Linked DNA regions of Anas platyrhynchos: region 1 is linked to region 2. Evidence: chromatin contacts called from public Hi-C data. All regions are on one chromosome and are shown on one strand. The core of a region is the stretch at or near the end of the contact, and the rest is flanking DNA. Distances in the headings are between cores, read along the strand shown.

Region 1 (4,011 bases), core at 1,126-3,625, 61 kb after region 2:
CTGTGATATTCCAGTCCTTACGAAGCCAAATAAAACGTGTAAAAGTTCCTAGTATTTCAAAGACGCAAGTATGTAAACTTGATGTTAAATGTGTTAATGTAGTACTCTAAATTGTATCAGTTAGGTAGCTTAACTAAACAATTAGAAGAACTAGATCAACAAAATAGGGACTGCTGTTCTGCGTAGGATATACACACCTATAACTACACCCATATACACATCCTGTGAATTGTCAACAAGAAAAAAAGCCCAGTGGCAGAGAATCACGTTTCCTGGCTAATGCAAAAGATTGTCATTAATTTCCTTGCTTTAATTTGAGATTGTACAGTGCAAAGGGTTTCTTTTTTTTTTTTTTTTTTAATTATGATTTTTAGCTTTAATTGTGCTGTCATTCATGAAACAGAGCTGCTTTAGTATCTTGTTAAGAGATGACAAGGGCTTTTGGTGTCTCATTATATACAAAAGAAAAACAAATAAAGTTACATTCCATGTTATGTGAATGGTCTTACAAATCAACAAGCCTCCGTAGGCTGAAATCATAATTACAACAAGCAGAAAATAAGTTTACATTTGTGTTATTTAAGTTATTGATGTGCTGACGTTATTTTTATGGTACACAGCAAATAGCAAAATGTGATATTCCGTAATGAAGCTATGATATTCATTAATAGGACTACTGTATACATGGAAATATTAGACAACGCCAATTAAATGTGTAAACCATTTTGTTTTACAGCTTGGGAGTAGATAATTATAATGCTGAATGAGCCTTTTTCCTCACGCTTAATTTTGCCCTGGCTAAGAAGCGGGTTATGAAGACTGAGTAACAGTGGGAAAAGGCAAAATTCGAGTCACCTACCTTTAGATGGGAAGTGTTGGTAGAGGCCCCATTGTGCCATGCACGGAGCTGCACACATCCCCTGGTAACTGGAGGCTTGCAGTGAACAGCTTAAAAAAAAAAACAACAAATAAACTTTACAAGTATGAAGCAACTCCTAGCTAGGTAAAGAGCTGCAGCCAAAGCTGAGCAGGCAGAAAACAGGGTGGGTTGCTAATGAGTGCACAATCAACCCACCGTGTTTCATACAGCCTTTTCCTTAATTGCATAAGAAAACAAACAAACGAAACAACCAAACAAGCAGACAAAAAGCATTCTGTGCGTCCCTGATGGCAACACTGGCAATGACACTGACTCCAGCGGAGCAGGCGTTTCACCCCCCGTTAGCCCATTCTCCAAAAGCCCTCGTGGGTACCTCTGTACTGTTTGCTCCCGACCTGCCCGCCTCCCTGCGAGCCTTTGGGGGGCTTGGAGGTGTCCCCAGCCATGCCAAGGGCCGTGTCCCTTCTTTGCTGCCTGGGCAGCGGCTGCAGTGCAGGGACCGACCCACCAGGCCCCCTCCAGACACAGTACAGATGTGCTCCAGATGTGCAGGGGAAGATGAAGATGAATTCAGTGGGAGTCCAAGGGGAGGACAAGTCTGCAGGCGAGCACACATACAGGGAAGGGGCAGCAAGATCAGACAGGTAGGGGACAAATGAGGGTTCACCTCCCATCACCCTAGACATTGGGTGTCATGCCACCACTTGCTTCAGGAGCTGGCGTCCCAGCACCCACAGCTCTGCCCTTGCTGTCCCACACCGTAGGGATCTCCCTCCAGTGTTTTCTGGAGTCAGATGTGGGAACTGGCATTATGGAAGTTGAGGATAAGACCAAAGCCAACACAAACTGGTTTCTTTTTTTTTTTTTCCTAGCAAAGTGCACGCATGATATTTAGGCATCACATGCAACCCCCTCACATGTACCTGAACAGCCAGGCAGACAACCCTCAGGCAGTGACACCTCCGTAATATTCCAGCTGATCCAACCTAAACACGGCTAATTGGGTCCTCCTCACTTCCCCTGGCTGGAGCCTTGGGGGTCACACAGTCACACTTCTCTGTCCCCTGGCAGGATTCTTATTTTCCCTAATGAGCAAAGCTGCAGTTGTGCTGCATTCACACACACCTTGGGGAATGCAAACTTCACACGGCATACCAAAAATTACAGGGCCTGTGGCAAGGAGCACAAATGGTCCTTTCCTGAAGTCAGGAAAATTACACCGACAATAAGGTCAGTCTGCCAGGGCCAGGGTCTGTGTTTTGTGTTCTGACACATTGATCCAGTGTACCGAAAGAAAAACAGTGCCGTGGGTACAGGCCTGTGCTTAGGCAGTTGCGAGCAATATTTGGTTCTTCCCGAGCACTGCTTCTGTGCAGTGAACATTGAAAGGAAAATATTTTCAGCTAGTTAGGGAAACAACACGAGGCTGGGTAGTTGGGAAGCCTCCTCAAGCTGTGCCCGTGATGAGGAGGAAAGCTCTCCCGCTGACAGACCTTGACTCAGGGCCGCAAGTGGTGTGCGTCTGGGGTCACTGATAACACCAGAGTGGCTGCTTCCCCAAGACATCTCTCACCAGACTTCACAGGAAACAAATAAAAGTCTACTCACCAGATAAGGGCGTGAGCCTGCAGAAGGCTGGAGGCAGAGGGGGGCAAGACCTTGCCCCTGAGCCGAAAGCTGTGGCTGGTTCGGGGGAGCAGAGGCCTGAGCGGGTGTCGGTTTTCTTTCCCTTAAGGAAAAGTCGGGGAGAATGGCACCTCGGGGATTGATACCAGGCTTTGGGGTATCAGGCAGTGATACCCGAAAAGCCTGGGAATTACACCTTGGGGATCGATACCAGGCTTTGGGGTATCAGGCAGTATAAGGCAGCAGTTACTGTGCCTGTGACACAGCCGCCTCGTGGGCACGTGCCAGATGTAGCACATCAGCGCAGTCGTATCTGCAGTATTGGCACTGTGCTGTGCCTCAACGAGTAACAGAAGCATTTATATACAACTCATACACGCAGATACGCTCCGAGTTACAAAAATGGTCAAGGGAGGAAGCTCAGCAGACTGCAGACCCTACCTCGCTAGCTCAGGACCTGGCCGAATACCCCCTGAAAATGAGGTGGTTGGTGAGGTGCCCACTGCTTTCAGCAAGCTCTGCTTTGGCCCATCACAGCCCAGTGGCGGGGCGATGCCAGACCTAAAGCCCCCTGAGTTTGGCTGATGGTGCCATGTATCACTCGGGGCATCACTCAGGCCCCGATGTCAGTCCTTAGTCATATTTTCCAGCCTCGCATCTGTGAGTCCTCTAAAAGAGAAGAATTACAACTCATTGTTGGTGTGTTTCCACGCTTTTACTTCCATGCATTTTCCATTCCGTTTATTTTATTAAAAGCAAGCTAAAGGACAACTCCCTGTCCTGCTGCCACAAACGCTCCACTGCGGTCAGTGCAGCCACACGCGGGCACAGAAACCTTTTGCTTACGGGGGCAAGGGCAGGATCAGTGCCTTCTTGCGGAGTTTATTTTCTAGCAGAGCAACCACCGCAGAGTAGAATATGATTTCTTAAGTTAAACACAAATAGGATCAGCTCTGCACAAGAGCACTACAGCGAAGGGGGACCAGGGGCCTCCCCAGTGCATCATAAAGCTTGATAAAATGCTGCATGAAGTGGGATTAGAGAGCATTTCCCAATGGGTAAAAAAATAATATTCCCCTGAAACAGCAGCTTCCTGAGAAGTCTCACATCTGTCCAGCTCTGGAGAGCTTCAAACAGGCCTGTCTGCTGAAGAAACACAGCTTTGATTGACTTATCTGCTTTCTCAAAAGAGCCACTACATGCTTTAGGCTTTAAGGAGCCTTAAAGCTCAAGCTAGATTTCTGTTCAGAAAATAAAAAAATAATAATAAAAAAAAATACAAAAAAAAAAAATAAAAATACATGTACAATAGCTGGGAGAGAATAGTATGAGAAATATCTTTATTTTACCATTTTCAAATGGCTATTTCACTACATAAAAGGAAGTTTTTATTTTTATTTTTTTTGGTATATTGATATTCCAAATAAAATTTTAACTTTTGGTTCAAAACAAAATACCTCTCTGTGTTTTATTGATCTGTAACACCCATCCAGATCTCCGTGCTG
Region 2 (4,199 bases), core at 1,446-3,945:
AAAGGACATGTATGGGGGTTTATTTTGGGCAAAAAGTAGAAGCATGGCACTGTTGCTGTCTCACAAAGTAAACAAAAACAACAACAAAAAACAACTAATAAATAGGGTTGACTCAAGAATTATTGGAAAAGGTTTTGCAAGAAATCAGGAGGGTGTATTACATCCTTTGGATCTATTCATCAAGATTGCCTGCCTGATTATAAAATGTGAGTTTAAGCTTGCTAAAAGAAAGGGAGTGGATTTGCTGTAACAACTCCATCTTTTAGACAAAAGAAACGTATTTTGCTGCTCATAGGAATAAGTTTACATAATACCCAAATATTTGCTCAAAGCTGGGGTCCAGATTTACTTGTTTAAGGGTCACTCCACCTAAGGAACCTGCAGGTGCACAAGTCCATGGGACCTGATGAGATGACTCCATGGGTCCTGAGTGCATATTTAAGAAGTTGTGGCAGTCTGGTGAAGTTCCCACTGACTGGAAGAGGGGGAAGCATAACCCCTGTTTTTAAAGAGGGAAAAAAAAAAAAAAAAAGGAAGACCTGGGGAGCTACAGGCCCATCAGTCTCACCTCTGTGCCTGGCAAGATGATGGAGTTTCCTCCTGGAAACTATGCTAAGGCACATGGAAACCAAAGAGTTACACTCAAATTTTTGAGGTTAATGGCTCAGTGTCCAAGTGGAGACTGGCGATGAGTGGTGTTCCTCAGAGGTCGTTTTTGGGACTGGTGGTGTTTAACATCTTTGTTGGTGACATGGGCAGTGGGATCAAGTGCACCCTCAACAAGTTGGCCAATGACGCCAAGCTGTGTGGTGAAGTCAACATGCTGGAGGGAAGGGATGGCAGCCAGAGAGACCTGGGCAGGCTCGAGGTGGGCCTGTGCGAACTTCTTGAGGTTCAACAAGGCCAACGGCAAGGCCCTGCATCTGGGCTGGAGCAATCCCAAGCACAAGTACAGGCTGGGCACAGTTTGAGAGCAGTTCTGAGAAAGACTTGGGGGTGTTGCTTGACAAGAAGCTTAACTACGTGTGCTTGCAGCCCAGAAAGCCTGGTCTGATGTAAGGTGCTCCTGCCCACGACAGGGGGTTGCAACTAGATGATGCGAAAGGTCCCCTCCAACCCAAAGCACTCTGTGACTCCATGATTCCTGAGAAAAGAGTTAATGTACACCAGCATTTGTTGTATCGCAAATGAACGTCTCCACATATCTCTATTAAAGATATGATTCAGACGCATGAGTAATATCACCTGCAGCCTTTCGTGGCGCCCGCCCTTGGAGTAAGCACAGGCACACGCCGTGATGAGGGCGCTGCCACCCCACTGTTCAGCTGGAGGTGGCATTTCTCCTCCACCGTGACGGCAAGGAGCACTCCCATGTCTCAGAGCCTGAGCATTGCAGCTGGAGGAGCACTTCATCCTGTGCTTCCAAACATCCACAAAATGTTGTCCATGGCCGCCCTGGAGATGTCTCTCTCCTTCTTCCCTCCCCGTCCACCGAAGCTGCCTGCTGGTGGACATCTGGAAGACCACTGTGCTCCTTTAGGGGAAGGTCGTTTGGAGCAGGAGCGCCAATGAAGGCAGCTTTACCCAAACCCTGCTCCAACAGCCAGTTCGGTGGCTGTGGAAAGCTGATGTGAAGCTGTCCTGAAAGCTCCTCCACCTCTCTGAGCTTCCCTTCTCTGTCTGGAAAACATGAATTCCCGCTTCGTCATGTCTCTACAGACAGAAATCTCTTTGAGGACAGGACTGCTGGACCTTGGTTCGTCAAGGGCCTCTGGGTGCAGTAGTAATAAATAATAATTTAGCACCGCCTTGCTGTTTCAGTGTGAGCCGTGTGTTTTGTTTAAAACCCAAGTCAGATGATGATGCGATAAACGCAGCCCACATGAGGAAAGAAGAGTTCTAATTGTCAGGGGGAAAAAAAAAATGTCGAAAAACATGACTGACAACCATGATAGTCAAGATGCAAACATCTTGAACATCAAACTGGTTAGCTGTTGATATCCCACGACCTGGGGGCTCCATCTCCTTTTTTTTTGTCCCAGTGGGGTCCCAGTGGGGTCCCAGTGGGGACTGTTTTAGCCAGGGTGGTTGAGGAGCTCAGCTGGAGACACCAGTGTGTGGCAGATGAGGCAGGAAAGACAAAATTAAGGACACGTTGCGTGACCTATGAGGAAAATTAAGGATGTATAAACACATTTTGTGCCCTCTGAGGGGCGGAGCGGGATTGCTCTGCACTTAGGGTCTCCCTGAGGCGAGGGTCCAGGCTCCACAGGCCCCATTGACCCTGTGGCACCCAAAAGCAGGGCTGGGGGCGCGCAGCACGTCGCCCACCTCAGGGACACCCCCTTCCCTTGCAGAGCAGGTGCATGCTGAACGGGGACACCAGAAGGGCAGGGGGCTGGGTTTTATTTTGGGGAGCTTTTTTACTATTTGGGGGGTTGGTTGAGGTGTGTGTGTGGGGGGGCAGGTGCGGCTTCACCTCATCCCGCGCTGTTTGATTTTAGGGTGGGGGGGGCGAGGGGGGTGTCTGTCTGTTTGGGTAAGGGGTGAGGGGGGTATCTCGGCTATTAGGGCGAGGGGTTTTCGGGGGGTGCCGGCGGGGAAGAGAGGGCTGGGGCTGGGTGGTGTCTGTGGTGGCGGCGGGCGGGCACTAAGACCGCGCCGCCCCCGGGCGCTGCGCGGCGGCTGCAGAAGAGGAGGAGACCGGCGGGCCCGGGCGGAGAGGCGCGGAGCCGAGCCGAGCCGAGCCGAGCCGAGCCGAGCCGAGCCGAGCCGAGCCGTGCCATGCCAAAGCCGGGGTACCGCTGAGGCGGGGCGGGCCAGAGCCAGAGGCGGGGGCTCCCCGGCGGGGGCCCGGCTCTCGAGGCGGAGGCAGCATTCGGGCGCGGGGAGCGGCTGCGCAGCCACCGGGCCAATGAACATGTCCGCGTTGACTTTGCAGGAATACGAATTCGAGAAGCAGTTCAACGAGCATGAGGCCATCCAGTGGATGCAGGAGAACTGGTGAGTGGGCAGCGGGCGCGGCCCCGCGGCGCCGTGCGCGGCCCCGCCGCCGCCGCTTCACCTGCCCCGACCCCGCCGGGAACGCGCGGGCGCGGTGCCCGCCGCCCCCTGCCTCCTCCTCCTCGCCTTCATCCTCCATCAGCCCCCCTCACCCCCCTCTCCATCCCCTCTCCCCCTCCTCTTCATCCCCTCTCCTTCTCCACCTCCTCCTCCTCCTCCTCTCCATCCCATCTCCTCCTCCTCCTCCTCTTCTTCATCCTCTCTCCATCCTCTCTACGCCTCCTCCTCCTCCTCTTCATCCCCTCTCCTCCTCCTCCTCCTCCTTCTCCTCCTCCACCTCTTCCTCTTCATCCCCTCTTCTCCTCCTCCTCTTCTTCATCTCCTCTCCATCCCCTCTCCTCCTCCTCCTCCTCTCCATCCCCTCTCCCCCTCCTCTTCATCCCCTCTCCTCCACCTCCTCCTCCTCCTCCTCTCCATCCCCTCTCCTCATCAACTTTCCCCGACGGATGCTTGCAGATGGACGCAGCCCTGTCCCGCTCTCACCCCCCAGCACCGGGGACCTGGCACCCCACAGAGTGCCCACGTCCCCCGAGGGTCCCAGGAGGGGACCTGAGAGCATCCCGTCCTTATTTCACGAGGGTGGTTTGGATTTTTTGGGGGTAGGCTAAAGGGAATGGGCACCAAACGCTCTGTTTGAGCTCGGTACGTGGTGAGGGGGACCCGTGGATGTTTCGGGAGGGATGAGGGCACGTAGGTGTGCACGGGCTGGGAGTGCTGGATGCTGCCCGGTTTGCCCATGTTCCGGGAGCAAACTGGTGTGGGAATAGGGCAAACGGGTACAAGAGGATGGAGGGGGGGAGATCTGAGCGTGTATTAGCTGGGTAACAACCCACGGGAGGTGCAGTTTAGGTTAAAGAACACGACTAGGATCCAGGACTCCCCGTGTCATCGCCGGGCTCTCCTGCACCTCGTTATGTGACCTTGAGGAAATTACATAACCTCTCCTGGGCCTCAGTTTCCCCGGCTGGGAGAGACCGTGGGGGTAGTCGTGCTGAAACGACGACTTAGGGAGCGTTTGTGGAGGGCCTGGAGGCCGTGGAGCACTGCCTCAATGCTCAGCAGGGCGATGAGAGCCTCCCTCGCTGTCTCGTGTGCTGCAGAGGTTAGCCAGCGGGGACTCCAGCAGCGCGAGGCTC

The links. A called contact is a pair of places that touch in the nucleus more often than the background predicts.
Region 1: a contact with region 2 is called in a Hi-C map of small yellow follicle, with 5 times the contacts expected there. The contact joins the enhancer-like site here to the promoter of ELOVL6 in region 2. A contact is called at or near these places in 4 of 8 Hi-C or Micro-C datasets (F5 follicle, liver, skeletal muscle and 1 more).

What each region holds. Positions count from the first base shown.
Region 1 is chr4:7,430,271-7,434,281 of IASCAAS_PekinDuck_T2T, forward strand. LOC119716871 (a long non-coding RNA gene) reads right to left here. Exons shown (of 5, transcript XR_011808805.1): 5 at 338-4,011. ELOVL6 (ELOVL fatty acid elongase 6) reads left to right here. Exons shown (of 4, transcript XM_038178820.2): 4 at 1-567. Among named protein-coding and RNA genes, the nearest start is that of ELOVL6, 61 kb to the left of the region's middle. Within about 2 kb of position 2,376, at least 4 of the 8 cell types and tissues checked have an H3K27ac peak or open chromatin away from gene starts, as enhancers often do. A contact at or near this core is called in F5 follicle and small yellow follicle, where this site is marked.
Region 2 is chr4:7,368,747-7,372,945 of IASCAAS_PekinDuck_T2T, forward strand. It overlaps ELOVL6 (ELOVL fatty acid elongase 6), which reads left to right and starts at 2,696. Exons shown (of 4, transcript XM_038178820.2): 1 at 2,696-3,003. The coding sequence starts at 2,915.